Linked DNA regions of Sus scrofa: region 1 is linked to region 2. Evidence: chromatin contacts called from public HiChIP or PLAC-seq data. All regions are on one chromosome and are shown on one strand. The core of a region is the stretch at or near the end of the contact, and the rest is flanking DNA. Distances in the headings are between cores, read along the strand shown. Region 1 holds the start of ADNP (activity dependent neuroprotector homeobox). Region 2 holds the start of BCAS4 (breast carcinoma amplified sequence 4).

Region 1 (6,347 bases), core at 976-3,475, 110 kb after region 2:
TAACACATTCAAAGCTTAAGTTGGAAGAATTTCAGAGAGAAGGGAAAATCTGTGTACCAAGGATGTGCCAAGGTGATTCGTCAAGAACAAACGTGGACTGTCTAAGGGTCAACAGTTTTGACCCTTAGACTCTAAAATGCAAGGTAGATTCTTTAAGAGAAATAAAATCACTGCTCTTGACTCACTTGATCCTTCACCATGTTGCTGTCAGCTCACCAACTAGGAGTGTGAGTGTCTTGCTGGGTCCATTTTCCCATGGTCTGTAGAAGGCGCTGTGAAGCACATCCTGTTCTAGCTCTGGGGCCCTTCCCCCCTCTGCAGCCTTACCCAGTGCAGGGAATGCGCCCCCTACTGACTCCAACACTCACTGCCTTTAGCCGACTTGGCTGCGGTGCATTTTGGGTGGGGGCTGGTATTTTCTTCATGGCCATAAACCAGAAGCAACAATGCAGATTTATAAAGAAACTGTATCAAGCTAGAAGACTCCCCCCCCCATTTTGAAGGTTCAAGACACTGGCATAAGAAGCATCAGGGAAAGGAACTGGGTGTGTGGGGATGGACAGCATTAAAATGGCAAACACAGGAAACAGTTTGGTTTTTCCCCTCCTAAGCCTTTGTCTGAGAAATGGGGTTAGGGCAAGAACTGTCCAGAGGAATTGGGAAATGCAAGAACATCAAGAAGACTTAGTGTGGGTATGAGTGTGGGTACGTGTGTGGCTAAAAAGAATGTGAGACCTTAGCGCTTGGTCTTGGGCAGAAGAGGAAGAGAAGCAATCGCGCCTTTTCCAAGCAGACAGGCATCCAGGTTGGGGGGGAGGGGAAGGCAGGCAGGCAGCCCAGAGGAAAGAGGTGAATAAAAGGGTGCTCAAAGAACTACTCCCCATTCATTGCACTGAAAAAAAAAAAATCTTTCGCAGCTTTCCGGATTTCCATTTTTTACCATCTTATTGCAAAGTTGGGGCTCAGAATGCTCGCAAGAGGTTGTGCTGACCAGGCAGCTGCAGTTGAGAAAACGGGGTGGCGGAGGGCTCCGTGGTCAGGATAGGAGGGGAGCTGGCACGTTAGGGAGGGAAGATTGCACAGGGGAAGCAAAGACTTTCACTCCCTGCCATGCATGCTCCCCGCCCCCCCGCTCCCCCCCCACTAAAGGTGGGTAGACCTGGCAGAAGGCTCGTCCCAGGCACTGGGGGTATGCGTGGGGTGCTCGTTTGCGGGGGGGGGGAGGGGGGAGAAAAGGATTAGTTCCAAGGATGGGAGAAGCTCGGTTCTTGCTGGGGGCGGGGTGGAGGGAGATGCCACTAGCTGCAAAAGCTCCGGTGGCTGGGCAGGCTGCTGGCCTTCGCGGACTCACGGGGCGGGGGAGGGGGGTCGGGCTGCAGGAGGAGGCGCCCGGACCCCGGGGCAGAGCCCGAGTAGCGGTCCGCGCCGGGGCGGCCGCTCCTTGAGCACCGGAGTGTGCAAAAGAGCGTGTGCGGCCAGAGAACTGGCAGTCTAAACAACAATGCGCCCGCGGGGCCGGCGGCGGGAGCCGCGCGGGCGAAGGGTCGGGAGCAGGGCCGGGCCGCGCGGGTCGGCGCCGGGCTTACCTTGACTCGGCCTCGAGGCGCGCGCGGGGCCGGCGTGCTCCGGGGCCGGGCGGCGGCGGCGGGCGGATGGCGGCGGCACGGCGCTGGCGGCGGCGAGGGCGCGCCCGGGGCCTCGTCGCGCTCCGGCTCGGCGGGCTCCGGCTCGCGCCGCGGCCGCGGCTGCTGCCGGGGGGCGCGGCGGGCGCAGCAGAGCGGCGGGCGGCGGCGGCGGCGCGAGCGGCTCCCTCCAGTCCCCGCGCGGGCGGCGGCGGCGGCGGCGTCGTCGAGCGGTGCAGACAAAGGAGGGGCGGAGGGAGGAGACGGAGGGTGTGGGAGAGGCGGCTTCACCGGCGCGGGCAGGCGGGTGGCGGCGGCGGCCGCGCTCCTCTCGCTCCTCAGCAGCGGGGACCGAGAGAGGGAGCTGTGTCTGAGGAGACGCCAAAATCCCCCTTAGCGCTGCCCGCGGGAGGGGGAGGGGGCACAAGATGGCGGCGGCCGGGGGGCGGGAGTTCAGTTCATGGATCCCGGCGGGCGGCGGAGGGGAGACCGGGCCGACGGAGGCGGCGGAGGCAACGAGCGGGGGAGGGGGCTGATCCCGCGTCTCCCCTCGGCAGACAATACAAGCGCCTCGGAGCGAGTCCCCGAACCTGCCCTAGCCAAAATGGCGGCCGAGAAAGAGCGGAAGTGACGTAAGAACTCATTAGCATAAGAGGACTCATTGTCCAGCTAAGTGGGGGGGGGCAGTGGGGGACAGTACCCCTACCCCCATGTCCCCCAGAGACAACTCTTACTCTCACCTGTGCTTGCACCTAACTTTTTCTGAAGGAGGGTGGCATCAGCACCCCCATCCCCGCCTAAGGGAAATTATATAATCCCCACTGAGGGGGAGCTCTCGCGAGAACCAAGAGGATTTGCCATTGACCCACTAGGAGGCGCCGCGGATAATGGCCGCAGTGCGCTTCCATGGCCCGTGTGCAAGGCGGGCGCCTTCCTCTGGCCACAGCGCTGGCGGCGGAGGCACCAGCAGCGGGCCGCAGCACGCCCTGCACTCAGTCAGGTGGCCGTGCTGGAGATCCCTGCGCGGGCCCAGCTGGGCCTGGACTACATCAGGCGGGAGGGGGCGTGCGGGCGGCCCCGAGGCTCCACGTGCTGGGAAGCCCGCGCTCTCAGGGGCTGGGCAACAGTGGGGAAGGGCAGGGACGCCTCCTGCCTTAAATGAGGTGTGAGGGCCTCGTGCTTCACACATCACCTTGAGATGAGACACAACCCCATGGATGCTTGACCCCTTCCTGGTAGGGTGGGCTACTGGATGGACAGGCCTGCGTTTTACAGAAGGCCAGCTGTTGCCCTGGGGCTGGACTTCCTTCCAAGTCAGTGATGGGCTCTTATCTTTGGCCTGAAGAAAACAAGTGAGATCCCTATCGTTTTGAGGCCACTGGACTAGTGAAGCTAAAGGATGAGAAATGTTGCCCATGGGTCTCCGCAAGATCCTTAAAATCACATTTAGACTGTAGTCCCAAAGACAGTCAGTTCTGGTGCTCACACAATCTGGACAGCATAACATGGGCTTCGGTAAATTTAGGTCAACCCCAACCAACACATTATCTTTTCAACATTCTTGAACCCACTTTTTATAGTTGAGTGCATCTGAGTGTCTATCATTTACTAAACATACTGAAAAGTAATAAATGTCAACTGTGAAGGATTTAACCAAACCCGTTAAGATGTGCTCTGTAAATACACTTATCCTTTGGTGTTTCAATAAATTTCAAGTGAAAAGTTTCATCCCAGAAGACTCTGATTTAATTGCAAATAGTACAAATGGTGGTTACATATAGCCCAATATGTCTAAGGCTTCAGTCAGAAGATTTAACAAGCTGTTTCATCCAACACAGCATTCCATTAATTTCTGGAATTGTGATAAAATATATCTTTAAAAGCCAAATCAAGAAGTTACTTTGTGGTACATCGGGTTAAGGATCTGGCATTGCTGCAGCTGTGGCGTGGGTCTGATCCCTGGCTCTGGAACTTCCATCTGCTGTTGAGTATTAAAAAAAAAAAAAAAAAAGCCAAATCAGTATTTCAAGAGAACATAGGTAGAAAAAGTTGTTGGGGGGCGGCGGCAAACTATTCGATTTACAGAAACAAAGAAGAAAGATCTAATTACATGTTGTAGAAGACAGGCAAGAAGAAATATAAAAAATGTAAAATAATTTTTTGTTTAGTTTTCCTTAGATATTATATTACTTAGATTTCATACTGCGATAATACAATGGGAGAACATCTGGATTTTGTCCCTGGCCCCATTTACAAAGTAAAAAGGGATGCTGGATTCACATGTAAATATTTAAAAAGATTTTATAGTGTTTAAATCACCATTTACTACAAAAATGCATCTAAACAGTCCAAATTCTTTTCTAAATAACTTCCAAATGGTGCAAGTTTTCACTGCTCAAATACTTTAGTGTAAATTCCAACAGTAAGTCGAATGACTGTAGGAATAAGAACAAAAAAGACTAAAAAGGTAAAAGCTACTTTCTCTAGAAGGCAATACCATATAGTGGGTTCTCTGAGGTAATTTAAGCTCTGCTTCACATAGTTAACGAAAACCTAACTTTGAGTTTAGATAAAAAAGAACAGAATCTAAACACTCCCCAAAAAAGTATTATATTTGTATTATGTAACCTTAAAACTAATTTTACATCAGTGGTGATGAATTTTCTAGTTGTTATTAATGATGAGACAAGTCACTTCTCCAAGGAAGGAGGGTGGTGATGGGCCAGCAGTTCAGCTCTGCATAAAAGGGAAACAGTTGAGGCCCTTATTGGAATGTGTCCTATTGATTCGACTATGGGGACAGGTAATGTTTAAACTGACAACAAAGGTTTTAAGCTCTGGTATTCATTTCTGGTAGGATCTGTTAGAAATGCATGTGGAAAAACCAGTCTTTAAATTTCTTTAGCAGCCAAATTAGGCCAGGAAAATGTAGTAATTAGGAATACTGTTCACTAAATATGCTTATTAAATCACACAGACACACCCCTTCCTTTTACTTGCAAAGGAGAGTCAACTTGTATTTGCTGAATGTATCTTACTCAGAATTGTAAAAAAAATACTGCATGATCTAAAAGCTATGTTATAGCTGAAAATAGCTCTTTGGGGCAATATCTGTAGAAGCTAAGTAAATGGAGTATTTGTGCTGGCTTTACTGAAGAACATAACCTGCATTTTAACTGGCAGAACAGTTTTCTGAATAAACAGAAGAGCTATAGGGAATTTTTGCCACATTACTAATGATGTATGCTTTGTTAATGGTCCTGAAAGAATATGAACACAAATACTCTGAGAAAAAGAATATAGTTAAGATGTTTAAAAATGACCACAGCAGCTAATTTATGCCTTAATGTCATCAATATTTTTCCTTACTGAGAAAAGTTACTGCTCAAAAGAGAAAAAAACAGTTCTGCAAGCAACTGCTGTCAAGTTGTTTCTAATTCACAATATGTATTTGAAATAGACTTGCTCTGACAGATGAAATGCTTCATCAACAACTGCGAAGAACCAAATTCTAAAACTGTGCTCAAAATGTATTATCTGGTTTAAGAAATTTGAGATACACTTTTAGAGAAAGGGCTAAGGTGTATATTTTTTTTTCAATTCATACAGAAAGAGCCATATATATTTCATGAATATAACTAGAACTCCTCTTACTTCTGACCCCTATTAGGTACGAATCCAGTTTTTATAAGGGTACTTCAAAATCGTGCCCATGTAACAAATTCTACATTTGCAAACTCTAATGAAAGCAGTAATATTTTATGCAAACATCCCATATACATTTATTTACAGGCCTCGATACAGCAAAATGTAAAAGAAAATTGAGAACACTGCTCATTTTTCTAATTTGCCATATAAAATGGAGTTTCTCTGGAAAAAAAGACTTGCACGAAATTTACCTTACCTTATGATTTATGCTCTAAGAGTACATTTTATAAAATTCAGCAACCGGCCTTCTTTTAGGTTTAAACCGAAATGAACATGATTAAGTATAAATGAGTAACTTTCTTTTATGTAGTAGCAAAAAGAGTCAATAATCCTTTCAAGAAAGAGACTATTTCATTTCCTCCCAACTTGGATTCACCATAAACACGATCCACAAATGATATTGGAACCTAGTCAAAAAAAAAAAAAAAAAAAAAAAAGCATTAAGTCAGTCTTCAAAAATATTAGCAAAGAGGCAAAGCAGGCATACAATTACTAATACAACAGAAACAAGATTACTCCTCTGATAGCAAGTCTTTCAAGGTAAGTCAGAATTGTGGGATCCTTATAGTAATTGTATGCAACTCCAAGTCTTTAAAATTAAACATGAATTCTATTATCTAAAAATAGGTCATATGAACCAAATCTACAGTTGTTTTGAAAAGCACTGATCTGGAGTATTAAGTTGGTTTACTCAAGCTTCAAGGAGAAATTATACTCCAAAAGTAAAATGGTCTTTCCCCTAATTTTTTTCAGGAGTCCATCAAATTCAGCTGTTATGATTTTAGTACCAAGCGCAAAAATCTTCTCACTTCTCCAAGAGCAGTAGCGTTCTAGTCAGCTGTCTTCTGCTCCGAATGAGGATGTTCGCGTTAAACGAGGAGACTCTTCCCATGAGCCTACTAGCTGGCTGTACATATTAAGGAACCTCTCTGCTCCCCCAATTCCTGCCCTTTTCATTTACTCGAAGGCAACAAGCAAATGGGATTCATCTTTCATTTTTAAGTAGGGTGGCTGATG
Region 2 (6,224 bases), core at 698-3,197:
CTAAATCTTTCTAAGGCATCATTACGTTTAGGAAAAAAGACTAAAAACGAAATGACCGCTGGCTGGCCCACTTGGCGGGGGGGGGGGGGGGGGGGGGGGGCCTGCTTCCCCGAGACGCGTGCAAAGCGTGCAGACCCCTTCCCCAAGCAGCCTGTCTTCAGGGGCCTGGGGCCTGGGCCCTGGGGAAGCGGCACTTTTAGCTAATACCCTAGGAGTTTCTGGGGTTTTGTTTGTTTGTTTTCTCCCAGGCAGTCATGTTAAGCATTTGAAAAGTTCAAATTCTGCAAGGAGCCTCGGGAGAAGAAATGAACCATTACAAATAGAATCGAAACCCCTCTTCCCCCCCCCCACGTCCTCTCCCCCACCCCCAAGTAACCCCTTTCCCGAATGTGTGTGTCACCGCCGTGCACAGCTTTAGACTTTTACTCCATATGTCTGTATCCATAAACAATATATAGTGCGGTTTCGCATGTTTTTAAAACTTTATGTTAATGGCAGCGTGCCCTACAGAGCCTTCTGCGACTTGTCTTTTTTTTACTTTCCTTAGCATTATGTTTTTGAGATTCTTCCATCACAGGGAAGTTTGTGGAGCTGGGGCCTGATTGGCTAATCTGAGGCCAGTTCTGGGCTTTTCTGAGGGAGGGCCCCAGCCAGCCAGCAGCAGGGAGGGGTCAGAGGGGGGTTCCTAGGTGTGTGTTCCTAGGTGTGTGACTTGCTCTGGGCATCAGATGTATCAGGACAGCAATGAATGGCCAGTCCCAGGTTCAGTGAGTTCCTAGCTAACCCTTCTCCTAAGCACCCGAAGCCCACGTCCGTGCCAAGAATTTTCCTGAAAATTACTCTGGCCTGAAGACCTGAATGTTTGGGCGGAGATGTCCAGACATTAGCCGTGGGCAGCTGTGGAAGGGGGACCACAGGTGATGGGTCATCCCCAAGACGGTTCTAGCGTGTGCTCACGCCCGCTACCTACGGTTGTCAGATAAAATATAAACTCAGATTTAACAAGGCAGGCGGGAGGGGAGCCTTGTATATTCATTTGCAACCTTAAGCCCAGCCTGATTTTTAAAAACGAATTTAACATGTTAAAAGAAAATTATCATAGGAAAAATGAGAAAGCTAGAATTCCCTATACCTCATTACCTTTTTCAGAACTCTTCCTCGCTAGCACTCTTTTGGACCCCCCCACCCCCACCCTCTTAAGCCTCTAAGGGGTCTAGATTAACCTCCTAGGGATGTGTGTTGAATGGGGGAGGGGAGGTGTCAAATGCAGTGCCTTTAAGAATTCCCTTGGGAAGCTTATTTTCAAAGCCGACCCTGGGAGGAAGAGGCTCGCGCTACCCGGCTTCCCTAACTTCCAGGACTGTCCTGACGCAAAGATGCTGTCCTCGTGCAGGCCTGTGGGCGGGGTTGATGGGGGGGCGGAATGGTCTTTAAATGAAAGGCGAGTCTGAGAGAGCAGTTCTCTATTCTGGATGCGCGCTGGAACCACCCGGAGTGCTTTACAAACTACTGATGCCCAAGCCCCACCCCTTAGAGATTCCGGCTGAATGGGCCTGGTGTAAGGCCTGGCTTCCGGGCTTTTAGAAGCTCCCCAGGGCATTCTCAAGTGTTGTGGGAGCTGGGAACCGCTGTACCACCAGAGTCAAATGAAAAGGGGTAGTCTATATCGATGGTTCTCAAACTCGGCTGTATGTTACAATCACCTGACCAGCTACCGATGCCCAGGTTCCAACCCCAGAGACTATCTGGCCTGGACTGCGGAAGTTTTAAAAGAGCTCCAGGTGATTGCAATTTGAAAGCACGTTTGAGAATCGCTGGTTTACCAGGTGGTGCGCGGGCCGGGCGCAGCGAGCATGGCGCGCCACTGGGTGGCGCTGCGCACTCGGCCCGGCGCTCCGGGAGGCGTGGGCCGCGGCCACGGGATACGCACCTGCCCCGCCTCCGCCAGGCGGGCCACGGGGCATGCAGTCGGCCGGGGGCGGGGCTCTGGGGACGGGACGCTGCGGCGTGTTTTCCGACAGCCTCCGCCAGCTGGACCCTGCCGAGCTCCTGATGCTACTCTTGGACGCGGACCGGCCGGAGCCGGTGCGCAGCGGGGCGCACGAGCTCGCTCTCTTCCTGACCCCCGAGCCCGGGGCTGAGGTAGGGGACACGGTTGGAAGTGGGGAAGACGAGGTCGGGGGATGCTGGGCCCGCGTGTCTCGGGGGAGAGTGGACGGATGGGGATCCCTAGCGCTCTGGACCCGGACCCACGGCTTCTCGCAACATCCTTTTGTACCAGGCGCTGGGGCTGCAGACTGGCTCTGGCGGCCCGAGAGGCCCCTCTTGGGCGGAGGGGTGGCTGCCTAGCGTCACCCAGAGATGCGCGTCAGGTCGCGCCTGCTCCCTTCTCCAGCCCACACGGCCCAGGGGCCCAGACTCTCTTCCCGCCCGACCGAAGCGCGCTCGGAGCTGCTGCCCTTTGCCAGCCTGGGCCTCGGGGACGCGCGCGGGGGGCGGGGGGCAGGCTGACACCCCCCCCCCCGCCCCACCCCGGTCCTGCCCCTGCCCGGGCGCTCGGCCTGCTCGGTTCTGAGCTGCTTGCCAGATGCCAGGAGGAGGCGGGCGGGCTGCGGCTGTGTGGGGGAACACCCGGCCTCGGTCCGCTTCTGTCGCTAGGAGGGAAAATACATGGTCTCTGGCTCTACTTTCTATTTTAAAAGCACAGAATAAAAAGTAGACCTAAAACTAGACTCTTTATCTTCCAGCTGAAGCTAGTCTGTTGACAGTGCCGTGAACAGCTTATTTACCAGGAGTTAATTAGGCCAGAAATTCAACCCATTCTCCTTTTAAATCTCAGAAGCAGTAGAGAAGTATTTAACATAAAGGGATAAGAACCCTCTCTTTTTGCTCTCTCACCCCAATTCTAGTTCCCAGGGACAACCATCATTCACAGTTTGGTGTACCTCATTCCAAACGTAGTAACAATGCATTGACAAATGTAGCTATGTGTATATACTAATAATTGTATATAGTTTTTACCAAAAAATCCACTTGATACTAAAATACTGTTCTGTAACTGATTTCTCTTTGTTCAAAATAGTATGGACAGGAGTTCCTCTTGTGGCGCAGCGGGTTAAGGACCAGATCTTCTCTCTGAGGACTCAGGTTCCGAGGGTTTGATCCCTGGCCCCATTCAGTGGGTTAAGGATCCTGAGTTGCCACAGCTGCAGCTCTGATTAGATCCCTGGCCCCAGATCTTCCATATGCTGCAGGTGCGGCCCTAAAACAAAACAAAATAGCATGGACAGATGGGGAGTGACTTAACGGAAAGGTGTAGGGCTTTTATGGGTGATGAAAATGTTCTGGAATTGTGCTAATAATGATCGCACAAGATTGAATACACTGAAAACCACAGGATTACACACTTTAAAAGAGTCAATTTTATGGTATGTGAATTATATCCCAATTTTGAGAATAGTGTGGACATATTTCCATGTCAGAATGTATCTGTAAGAGCTGTCCAATAGAAGTATAATTTGAGCCATAAATGTGAGCCATCCATGTAATATTAATTAAATATTTATTTCTGTCTTTTGTCTTTTTAGGACCACACCCACAGCATATGGAGGTTCCCAGGCTAGGGGTGGAATCAGAGCTCCAGCTGCTGGCCTACACCACAGCCACAGCAATGCAGGATCCGAGCTGTGTCTTTGACCTACACCACAGCTCACCACAACGCCGGATCCTTAACCCACTGAGCGAGGCCAGGGATCACAGTCGGGTTTATTAACCACTGAGCCACAGCGGGAACTCCCATCCATGTAATTTTAAATATTCCAGGAGCCACAGAAAAAAGAAACAGATGGGATTAGTTTCAGTGTATTTGTTTTCCAGTTTTGTTGAGATATAATTGACAGGACATTATACGATTGAGATGTACAAGTTTCAGTACACTGAAACTTGTACATCTTAATCGTATAATGTCCTCTATCATTTGGATACTTAAATGTATCCAAAATAGCCTTTCAGGAGTTCCCGTCGTGGCACAGAGGAAATGAAACCCACTAGGAACCAGGAGGTTGCCGGTTTGAGCCCTGGCCTCGCTGAGTGGGTTAAGGATCGGGTGTTGCCGTGAGCTGTGGTGTAGGTTGCAGACCAGGCTTGGATCCCGAGTTGCTGTCGCTCTGGTTAAACCCCTAGCCTAGGAACCTCCATGTGCCACAGGTGTGGCCTTTAAAAGCAAAATATATATATATGTAATATATATATATAACATATATATTCCTTTCAACATGTCATCAATGTAAAAAATTTAATGAGGTATTTGTATTCTTTAAGTTTTCAAAATCGGGCTTTGAATACTGAACAACACATTTTGCCGTGGACCAGCCTCATTTTAAACACCTAATCGCCATCAAAGGCTGTGGCTTCCATATTGGAGAGCGTCGGCCTTCTCCTTCCTAGGCGTCCCAGTAACCCCCTGCTCCTATTTTCTGAGCACACACTATGCGCCAGCAGCGTCCTGCTCTCTGTTCACGGGTTATGCCAGTGACCCAGCGGCGAGGATGTTGTCATGCTGACTTTCTAGCTGTGGAACCTGAGGTCCTCTCTGCATAGGCGACATCCTATGGATGTCCTGTAATTTATGAACCATGCCCCCAAGGATGGACATTTCGTTTGTCTCCCTGCTTTCGGGTTTAAGTAACCTTAGCGTCTCTCTCGATCTTTCTCCCGTTTGCTCTCAGCAGCCCGATGTCATTATGCCCAGCGGCTCAAGCTCAGCTGCGCTTCATCTCGATTAGGGACAGCCTTCAAGAGAAGCTGCACGTATTATTAACTTCATTTGCTCACTCAGGGCTCTTTAACGCAGACACAGGCGGGCTCACACTCATTTGTAAGGGCCGTAATGAAGAGCCGAACTCCCTGAAGCTCCACGCAGCAGTGAACCCACTTAGAGTTCTTGCTGGAGCTGATTTACCAAAAGAGGCAAAAACTGCCAGAGCCGAGTCACTTGCAGCCTCTACTTAAAGCCTAAGTCACTGACAGTTCCCTGCACCAAAGCTGTTTGCAGACGGGCCAGAGAGATGGAGGGGACCTCTGGTTTGGGGACAGGCCTGGGCCGCTGGTGCCTCCTATACCAGCCGGTGTTCTAGGGCCGCTCTAGGCTTTTAAATGGAGCACTAGGAGTCTCAGAGAGGCCAGCCCCAGTCCTGGTGTCCTGGGGTTCCAAGGGAGTCAGGCCTGCCTCATGCAGCACCTGCTGTGTGCCAGGAGTGAAACCAAGGGCCCTGCTCTCATGGCCCTGCTGTCGGACATCGAGCACGCAACACACAGAACCTCTAAGCTGTGCTGAAGGCCACGGAGAATGCAACCGGCTGATGTGATAGAGGGTGTATGTGTGTCTGGGAGACACGGGGTGGGGAGCCTCTCCAAGAGAGCTGAGACCTGAGTGGTAACCCCTGAGGAACATTCAGGGGAGAGGAAGCACAGAGATCCAGGAGGGCGAGTGGTAGAGCGACCCCGCTTTGTCTGGGAGCAGTCAGGGAGGACTTCCCGGAGGCAGCGTCCTTTTAGGCTGAGCTCTAGAGCTTGAGTAGGAGTTGGCCAGGCTGAGAGGGAGGAGAGAAATATTCCCGGCAGAGGCCCTGGGGTGGGTGAAGCCAGGTGATTTCAGGATGGAAGGGCAGCAGGTGGAGGGCGAGTGGTGGCGGGAGGGATGGGGCGGGGGGTGGGGGGGACAGAAGCCATGCCGGGATGCCGCCCTGTCTCCCTGGATCCAGGAACCACTGAAGGGCAGCATGGTGAGACTGGGTTGGCAGGTGAGCATTTTACTCTTTCTTGTGCTTTGGGGGTTTTCTGTCCAACCAGCTTTGTTGTGTTTTACTTTCTCTCTTTTTCGGGTTTGAACTTCCTCTTTTGGGGGAGGTTTCAGGTGGGGTTTCTCCGGAAGCTGCTGCAGGATGGCGAGGAGAGCGAGGTGTCTGCCTCTTAGGTGCCTGCGATTTAGGGAGGTGGGAGTTCAGGGCCCTCCTGAATGGGCCGAACACGGATCCCCACCCAAGGGTGGGTTCCTGACCACACTCTCGATTCCATTCAGTTCCTGTGCTGGGACCCAGGGCCGCTTTGGAAGCCTGCATGGAAGGAAGCCAGGAAGCCAGCACTTTGTCACATCCAGGATCTTTGCTTGAGTGCGTAGAGGATGGCGGGAGAAACACCTGGGCCTTTTAACCCCATCAGATCAC

Evidence for each region. HiChIP or PLAC-seq counts read pairs in DNA pulled down with a chosen protein or histone mark.
Region 1: a contact with region 2 is called in an H3K27ac HiChIP or PLAC-seq map of skeletal muscle. The contact joins the promoter of ADNP here to the promoter of BCAS4 in region 2. A contact is called at or near these places in 2 of 5 promoter capture datasets (fetal skeletal muscle and liver), 17 of 47 Hi-C or Micro-C datasets (alveolar macrophages, blood, brain and 11 more) and 2 of 2 datasets of contacts at active chromatin or transcription factors (alveolar macrophages and skeletal muscle).

What each region holds. Positions count from the first base shown.
Region 1 is chr17:52,348,507-52,354,853 of Sscrofa11.1, forward strand. It overlaps ADNP (activity dependent neuroprotector homeobox), which reads right to left and starts at 2,226. Exons shown (of 4, transcript NM_001123071.1): 1 at 1,587-2,226. DPM1 (dolichyl-phosphate mannosyltransferase subunit 1, catalytic) reads right to left here. Exons shown (of 9, transcript NM_001101820.1): 9 at 5,633-5,737. The coding sequence ends at 5,633.
Region 2 is chr17:52,237,452-52,243,675 of Sscrofa11.1, forward strand. BCAS4 (breast carcinoma amplified sequence 4) reads left to right here and starts at 1,948. Exons shown (of 5, transcript NM_001123082.1): 1 at 1,948-2,142. The coding sequence starts at 1,963.